Linked DNA regions of Rattus norvegicus: region 2 is linked to region 1. The links are chromatin contacts, called in public Hi-C maps. All regions are on one chromosome and are shown on one strand. The core of a region is the stretch at or near the end of the contact, and the rest is flanking DNA. Distances in the headings are between cores, read along the strand shown. Region 1 overlaps LOC100910150. Region 2 has its middle 86 kb from the start of Ctxn3.

Region 1 (3,865 bases), core at 946-3,445:
TCATAGGAAGTTTCTCGTTCACCATCCTGCTGTCACTTATAAACACAAAGGACCAGACTTTTTGGCTGGGCTAAAAGGATACATGGGGATGATTGCTGAAGTGAGCCAGACTCCTTTTCTTTATTCTGGGAAACCGGATTAATGAAATAACCATTATGAAACACCTCAGAGTACCCATAGTAAAATCAGCAGAAATAATCTTCATTCGTAAAGCATATATCAAGTCTCACTGTGTTCTGGGCACTAGGCTATTTGCTGATGATGCAGATAGGAAAAAGAATTTTCTCTTTCCCTTGGGCATGCAGGTGTAACTATTCAAACAGGTGCAAGGTATGAATGTAGTGATCATGGGAGCAAAGTGAATAATAAAAACAATAAATTACAAGCTTATTAAGTTTTGATTCTAACGGGTTACTGGAGTTGTGACTATAACCACAGGAGGCGGATACAGGGAATGTGAACACCAGAGAGCCAAGAGATAGGTGGTTTCTGTGTGGGACTGATGTGGTGGCAACCCGTGCTGTGGGAACTAGAAGGGCGTTCGCTTCTGGGGCTAACCATGGCAGCAAGATTGGTTGGAGACATTTTGCGGATCGAGATGAAAATACCCCACAGATGTCACATGGCCCTACGGTGTTGGAAATAGCATAAGTTGGTGCATTTTGTTTTTATTTTTACCACTACAGCAAAGTCTGTAAAAGGTAGTAGAGGGGATTACTATCCTCATTCGTAGACAGAAAAGGTAGAGTCCAAAGTTGAAAGTGTAGTTCTAGAGTTGTATTTGTTGGCTAGCCAATGACAGAATGTTTGCAGTGATGATAAGGCCAACATATAGTACAGACAATGCTACACCGCACAATTTTGTTTCTATCTCGAACATATTTTCTGGTTCCCTTGCAACTAGGAGGGACCCTGTATCACAAAGTGTTGTGATACCAGTCATAGGCTCCACCTTAGAACATCAAAGTAGTCATCTACGTCCTCTCTACCAAAAGTTGATGTCTTAGTCATTGTTCCATTGCTATGAAGAGACACTATGACCAAGGTAAGTCTTATAAAAGAATTGTATTTATCTGAGGGCTTTCCTACAGCTTCAGAGAGTTAGCTGATTTCATCATAGTAGGAAGAGTAGTGGTAGTGAGGTAGGCAGTTAGGCAGGCAGAGGGAGGGAGAGAGGGAGAGACGTGAGAGGACCTGTGGTGGACTTTTGAAACCTCAAAGCTGACCCTCAATGACACATCTCTTCCAAAAAGGCCATACCTCCTAACCCTTGCCAAAGAGTTGCACTAACTACAGACCAAGCATTCAAATATATAAGCCTATGGGAACCATTCTCGTCGAAGCCACCACAACTGAGACGTTTCAACCATGTTGTGAAAGGTTCTTGAATACCTGCATCCGTAAGTTTCCCAAGGGAGCATTCCTGAATGAGAAAGCAAAATGACAGTCTCACAGCAACTCTGAAATTGCTCCGGTGCAAAAGTCAGCCTATCCTGATGAATACACTGTAACCTCAGAGGCTGACGGGAGACATACTGAGGTAAAGGGATCGCAGAACCCTCTCAAGAACCCTATAGCTATTGTTGCACCCATAGCCATGATACAAAGAAGCAAACACACATTCAGGTAGAATTAAAGGGGATTTGCTGAGCAGAGAGATGGAAACTGGAGTCACAATAGCAGGAGTAGGAATTCTGAGCAGAGTAGGGGGAAGAAAGACAAGAAAAGAAAGCTAGCCAGGTGTTGTGGGGATCACAGCACTAGGGAGGCTGAACATGGAGGGGAGGAATCATGGCTGGAGCCAACACGGTCTCCATAGCAAGACCCTTTCTAAAATCGTTTCAAGAGAAGAAAAGAATGGAGACTGGGGATATAGCTTGGTTGGGAGAGCACTTCCCTAGCACTAACAAAGTTCTGGGTCTGGTCCCCAGCACTGAATAAACTGGGCTTGGTGGCACACAGCTGTAACCTCAACATTCAAGGGGGTACAGGCAGAAGGACCAGAAGCTCAAGGGAATCCTCACCTATGTGGTACATTGAAGGCCAGCCGGGGGCTACGTGAGATCCCATGTGAAAAGCAAAAACTGAAAAGAGAAAAAGAAAGGGAGGGAAGGAAGTGGGGGAGGGGGAAGGGGAGGAAGGGACATATAGGGACAAAAAAAAAAGTCAAATAGTGGTCACTCAGCAGCCAACTGGTGCTGCTAAGAGCAGGGTGGCTGAGTCCAGGGCTCCTGCTGACAGCTGCTCGCAGCTCTCTGCTGTTTCTCTCCAGTCCATTCCAGATCCAGGTGGAGAAACATGAGTCCCTCGTTTGTTATAAGCTGTTGAAAGCTCCTTCCTGGACACTTGTTTTTACTACTTGAAATGTGTTTCTTTCAGCACCTTCCGGTCACAGGAATGGTCTTAGGAAGGGAAGGGAGCAGAAATCTCCATAGGGGCCGACTAACAAAGAACAGAGCTCCCTTTGTGTCTTGGAGCTGGGGTGGAACAAAGGACAAATGTGCAGGGCTCTCCTATGAGCCACTCTGAGCAGTAGACAGTTAATTCCCTGGTCCTAGAGTTGGTACCCATGGCTAAGCAATAGTCTTCCTGAGTCGTTTGGAGGGATGCTGTAGCCTTGACCTCCTCATCACCATCATTAGGACAGCCCAAAGACTGCCTGGAGTGTGTGTGGGTGGGGTGGGGGGCATAGAGTTCAGTGACTTCTCATTAGCTCTGCCAGCTTGCTAACCTTTGCCAAGTCAGCTTTCTAAGTACTGAGTCTGTGAGACAGTTAAGTACAGGTTTTGTTTATGAGATAAAAAGAAAATGTATCTCCAACTGGAATGGACCCAATTGATCTCATTTATAATACAATCTTATCAATGGTGATTAGTAGTAGTAGTAGTAGTAGTAGTAGTAATGCCATGTATCTGATAACCCAGCTGTTGGTATTTCCAGGCCAAAAAGAAACAAAAAACAAAAAACAAAAAACACTCATGCCCCAAAAATAGAAGTGGCTAAAACAAGAAAAAACTAACACAAGACTCAGAAAAAATAAAATGCAGATACATTGATGAGATTTATCAAATCTTTTCAGTGGTATAGTCTTGTTCCAGAAATCCTTCTGTCCAAGGGTCCCTGCCACCTACCGACCATGAGGCTTTCTTTACCAGACCCTCTATCCGCACAGTAGGCATTGGAGCCCATGCTTCCAGGTAGCTATTAAAGTCCCAAGCATCTAGGAGCCTAGTATGTGAAAAGTGAAGTTCATTATCCCCCGGTGCCCTTTGTCCTGAAAAGGAATTCATATCTACTTATATGTGTGTGTAATCAAAACCTACTTGTCTATGGCTTCAGAAAAACAGCAAATCAGCCTAGGCTAACTGAGGATTAGGACTGAGCCTATAAAGAGTCCTATTCATTCCTTCAGGGTTCCAGAGAAGCCCATGGTCCAACTGTCCGTTGACAGTCTTGCTTTAAAAGAACATCTCACAACTGCTGCTAAAGATATGTTTTCATCCTATTAAACAAACACCGGGAGACAGGAAACCAGCACAGGAGGAAATGTCAAATTCATCAGAGCTTCTACTTCTTTAAGATAGGTCATTGTTTTATCTAGAGAATTGGCTAAAAAGTGTACTCAGGTCCCTCCCACAGTGCTGGACCTCACTCCCTGTAAAAGATACTATGGAAAACTGAAGTCCTTTGAAGTGGCTACTATGTAAATATCCAGAAGCCACTCCCCCTCCACTGGCACAACTTCTCTTGGGGAGTTTTCTTCTTTTACTTCATTATTTTCTATTTTTCTCACTTCCCGCATTCTATGTTGCTTTTGCCTGCCTTCGTTTTATTTCATCTCTTGTTCTTGAATCAAAGGGGAAAA
Region 2 (3,865 bases), core at 345-2,844, 150 kb before region 1:
TTTATGAAACCACCGGTTTAGCACGTGCATTCCCTGGTAATACTAGAGTGCCATCTGGTGGTAAGAGGAACCAGCCATTTAAAACAAAACCATTCAGTTTGTCTATATGCAGAATCCTGGGCCTCCGCCACTGAAATCAATGGACCACCATAGGATAAAGGACAGAGGGAGGTTTCGAGGACACAAGAGATTTGGCTTCTAGAGCAAAGTGTGCCCTGTAGAGCTGCGTAGCTCCCTCCAAAGTTTGCCTGTAGGGGATGAATGAATATCTTAGGCCTAGAACAGTGTTGGTAAAGGCAATGTGGAGCCCAAAGTCCTCCTTACACCAGAGTGATTCAGTAATTTTAAGAGTAGAGTCACAACTTGTCAAAAAACAGAAAACACTTGTGTGATGTCGAGCCCCAACTGATACATTTTACACAAAAAGCCCTAAACTTAAATCTCAGGAAAACATCCCAGAAGAGGAGTAGAAAAATTTTAAGAGTTCGAGCACTGAGACAGTGTTTTCTAGGAACGATAGAGGAGTCGTATCAAAATCGCAACCATATGGTTGATTAAGCAAAACCTGAAAAATGACACCACCAATTGACATAGCAGAGTAGGTGAGGGATTCTTGAGAGGTTTTATTCATAGAAGAACTACAGGCAATCAATGGCTACTGTGAGGTAGGGTCTCAAGTCTTCTTCAAGGATAACCCCTGCCCCCAAAGATTCACCAATCCCAAGAGATCAGCCCTAAATACGCATGAGCAACACTGAGTGATCTCAGCAGGGTGTACTTACAAGTGTATACGTATATGTATAATAATGATACTTTAGTGGGCTCAAATGTTCTCAAAAAAGCAGCCTCGAAGGCGGTCCCTGGATATTCATACTTAGGAATAAACCCGTGCTGCAGGACATTTTTTTTTCAGAAATGGAAAATCATCAAGAGGCCAAACTATCACACAGAAGTATGTGGAGCTGGCTCCATTGCCGGGGAGAATCATCTTGCCTGGAGTTGGATATCAAGAGAAAAGTTTTAAAAATCTGTGTCAAGATCGGTTAATCCATTTCTTAGTTCTTTTCCTCCAAACACCCGAACTTCCCCAACCAAGAAGTTTAAATGTGTAAGACAGAGACGCTCTGTGATGTAAAGCGAAGCCAAAGAGACTGCTACTGAAGACTGGAAGCAAAGGGCTTTCATGAAGACAGTATGAGGGACTCATCCTACAGTCCAGGGGCAGCAAAGCCCCAGGAAACTGTAAAATGCAGGGTCTGCACCTGCGCATGCGCCCAGGCACAAGCTGTTCTCCCCTATTTTCTTAAGCATCCCAGTGGCTCCCTTCACTGACTAAGAGAAAAAGCTTATACAAAGGCAAACTTCTCAGTAAGAAGCAATTTCATTAACCAAATGAAAAAAATAAAACTTAAGAATAAATTTAGAAGTAAGCACAACATGAAGATTTGACTGGAGGGGTACCCCAAGTTCCAGAAGACCTAAGAAGGCAAAATACAGTCGGTCATTGTTCATTTTGTAGGACGGGAAGGGAAGAACTGGGATGAGTTTGACTCATGAGAATGCAGACACTGCATACTTGTGTTCCTCATAACAATGAACACTCTCGAGGGTTAAAAAATTGACAGGCATGCTCGCTTCAGCAGCACATACACTAAAAAACAATTGACGGGTAAATTATACTAATTAACAGTTTGTTGCCTGGAAACAAAAATGTGAGAATTCCATCAAAGGGTACACTTGCACACTACAGAGAGGAATGTGAATGAGTGTAGACACTGTGAAAGTCAGCATTGTGGGGTCCTCAAGAAAACAAAGCCAGAACTATCATTCCACCCACCTATACCATTCTTGGTTATTGTACCCAAAGGAGTCCAGGTCAGCATCCCTCAGAGATGCCTACACATCTATGTTTATCGCAATGATGCTCACAATAGCCAAGCTAGAGTCAGCCTCGCTGCCCACTGATGAATGGACAAAGGAAATGTGGCAAATATACACAGTGGAGTTTTATTTAGCCATAAAGAAGAACGATATGCCATAAACGGGAAAATGGATGGAACTGGAGATCATTGTGGCTTGTCATATAAGTCAGTCTCACAAAGTGCAGCATATTTTATCCTGTGCATGGAGGAAAGAAGGGAGACTTGAATATAAGGGGGACATTAGGATCTGAAAGGGAAAGGAGGACTGGAGGGAGAAGGAGGCTAACAGAGGGGATGAATGCATCAAAGTTTATTATAAGCAAGCTTGGAAATGAGTTTTTAAGAAGAATATGGTTATATGACATCACAATGCAAAGTACAAGTGATAATATTGTGTTTAAATAAGACTGATTTCTCAAAGGATAAATTCTAATAACTCAATAACTCCTATTTGTAATTTTTAACTTTAGGTCTCTTAAATGTTTCAACATAAATGTCAAGTCAATCTCTGGACATGTAGTTCAGGTGATCAAACTAAAAAACTAGTAAATAATTTTAACCATACACATATTCTTTAATTACAGTAAAAATGCCAAACTAGGTGAACTTGTATTTAGATTAATAGCTTATTTATGAAACAAGCATATACAATGTAAGCATAAACTTGTTTTTAACTGTAGAAGTTTCTCACATGAGAGTTTATAGGAAAACATATGACTTTCCCTGTTTTGTTTGTTCTCCTTAAATTCTCTAGTCTATCCCAGCTCATTCTCTGTATCCTATCGTTGGCTCTTAGTGCCTTTATTTCTGTGTCCTTAGATGACTTAACTCATCTGTGTCAGCCATTAAACTTCTTCAAACTTGGAGAGCTGGTTCAAGGTCACTAATATAATAGACTTGACTACTGCTAGTCCGGTTTGTGTGCACAGCGGTCACCTAGGACTTTACTGAGCCTGTGATTGAAGCCAAATAAATAGCTGTTGACTGATAGGGAGCTCGGCAGCTTGAAGATGGTTGTATAAAAGCGACTGTCCTCCATACTGAGTCTTGACAATGGTTTCTTTGAGCAATGCTTTCCATGTACCATGCCCATGACACGGACAGAGTTCACAGCCCTAGGAAGTCCTGTTTTCCAGGACCAAGGATGAGACTGAGGTAGCAGAGGACCTGAGGGGATAGCCATGGTTTTAGGTGGCAGTGGTGCCATTACAAAGGCCAAGCTTTAATCAAATAAAGCAGGTAAACGTGTCAACCGATTACACTCAATCAATAATAATAATTCCATTAAGCCAACTGAAAAAGAATAGTTTGGTATTATAACCTTCTAGCTGATTGAAAACAAACATCAAAAGAGAATTCTCACAGGTATAATTTGGCAACAACAAGTGGAAAGTTCAATCAGGTATAGAATTAAGCTAGCTAGTGCAGACAATACGTGCAAAAGGAAAGGTTGCTAAAAAGAAAGCAGTCATAGAGTCTACCTTTATAGGAGAGGATTTTGACACAGTTCATTTTTAGACAGTGTCTCTAAAATTCGAGACTTCTAACAGGCCAGGTACCCAGGGCCTCTCCTCAGAAGTGTAGTCACTTCTATCCATATTGGAGATTCAGAAGAGTTTGTAGTGACCAAGCTTTTTGTTTGATATTTCATCTCTTCATTGATGCTGTCTGTTCTTTTTCTCTCGGCTTGGTAGACGTCCATGGGCTTCTATGTCTTCACCTGTCTGCTGTCTGCTCAGAGTCCCTTCAGATTCAGGTCTGTCCCTGCTGACACCTCCTCCCTAACTCGTCCCCATTTCTGAGTCTCATATGACACTTTTATATCATTCGTTCACTCTCATTTTTCATGATCAGAATTCACTCACAGAGGAAATTTCATCACCTTCTCCAGGGAAACAGTATTTGTCTATGTTGGGTTGCCTTTTAAGTGCCCAGTAAGATAA

Evidence for each region. Hi-C and Micro-C count contacts between places; a contact is called where the count stands out from the background.
Region 2: a Hi-C map of mammary epithelial cells shows a contact between it and region 1, with 3 times the contacts expected there. The contact joins two enhancer-like sites. A contact is called at or near these places in 10 of 12 Hi-C or Micro-C datasets (the A7r5 cell line, the Rat2 cell line, Schwann cells and 6 more) and 1 of 1 datasets of contacts at active chromatin or transcription factors (oligodendrocytes).

The regions. Positions count from the first base shown.
Region 1 is chr18:53,058,906-53,062,770 of GRCr8, reverse strand. All of the region lies in intron 3 of LOC100910150, which reads right to left. Among named protein-coding and RNA genes, the nearest start is that of Prrc1, 50 kb to the right of the region's middle. Within about 2 kb of position 2,195, at least 39 of the 93 cell types and tissues checked have an H3K27ac peak or open chromatin away from gene starts, as enhancers often do.
Region 2 is chr18:53,213,135-53,216,999 of GRCr8, reverse strand. No RefSeq gene overlaps it. Among named protein-coding and RNA genes, the nearest start is that of Ctxn3, 86 kb to the right of the region's middle. Within about 2 kb of position 1,594, at least 15 of the 93 cell types and tissues checked have an H3K27ac peak or open chromatin away from gene starts, as enhancers often do.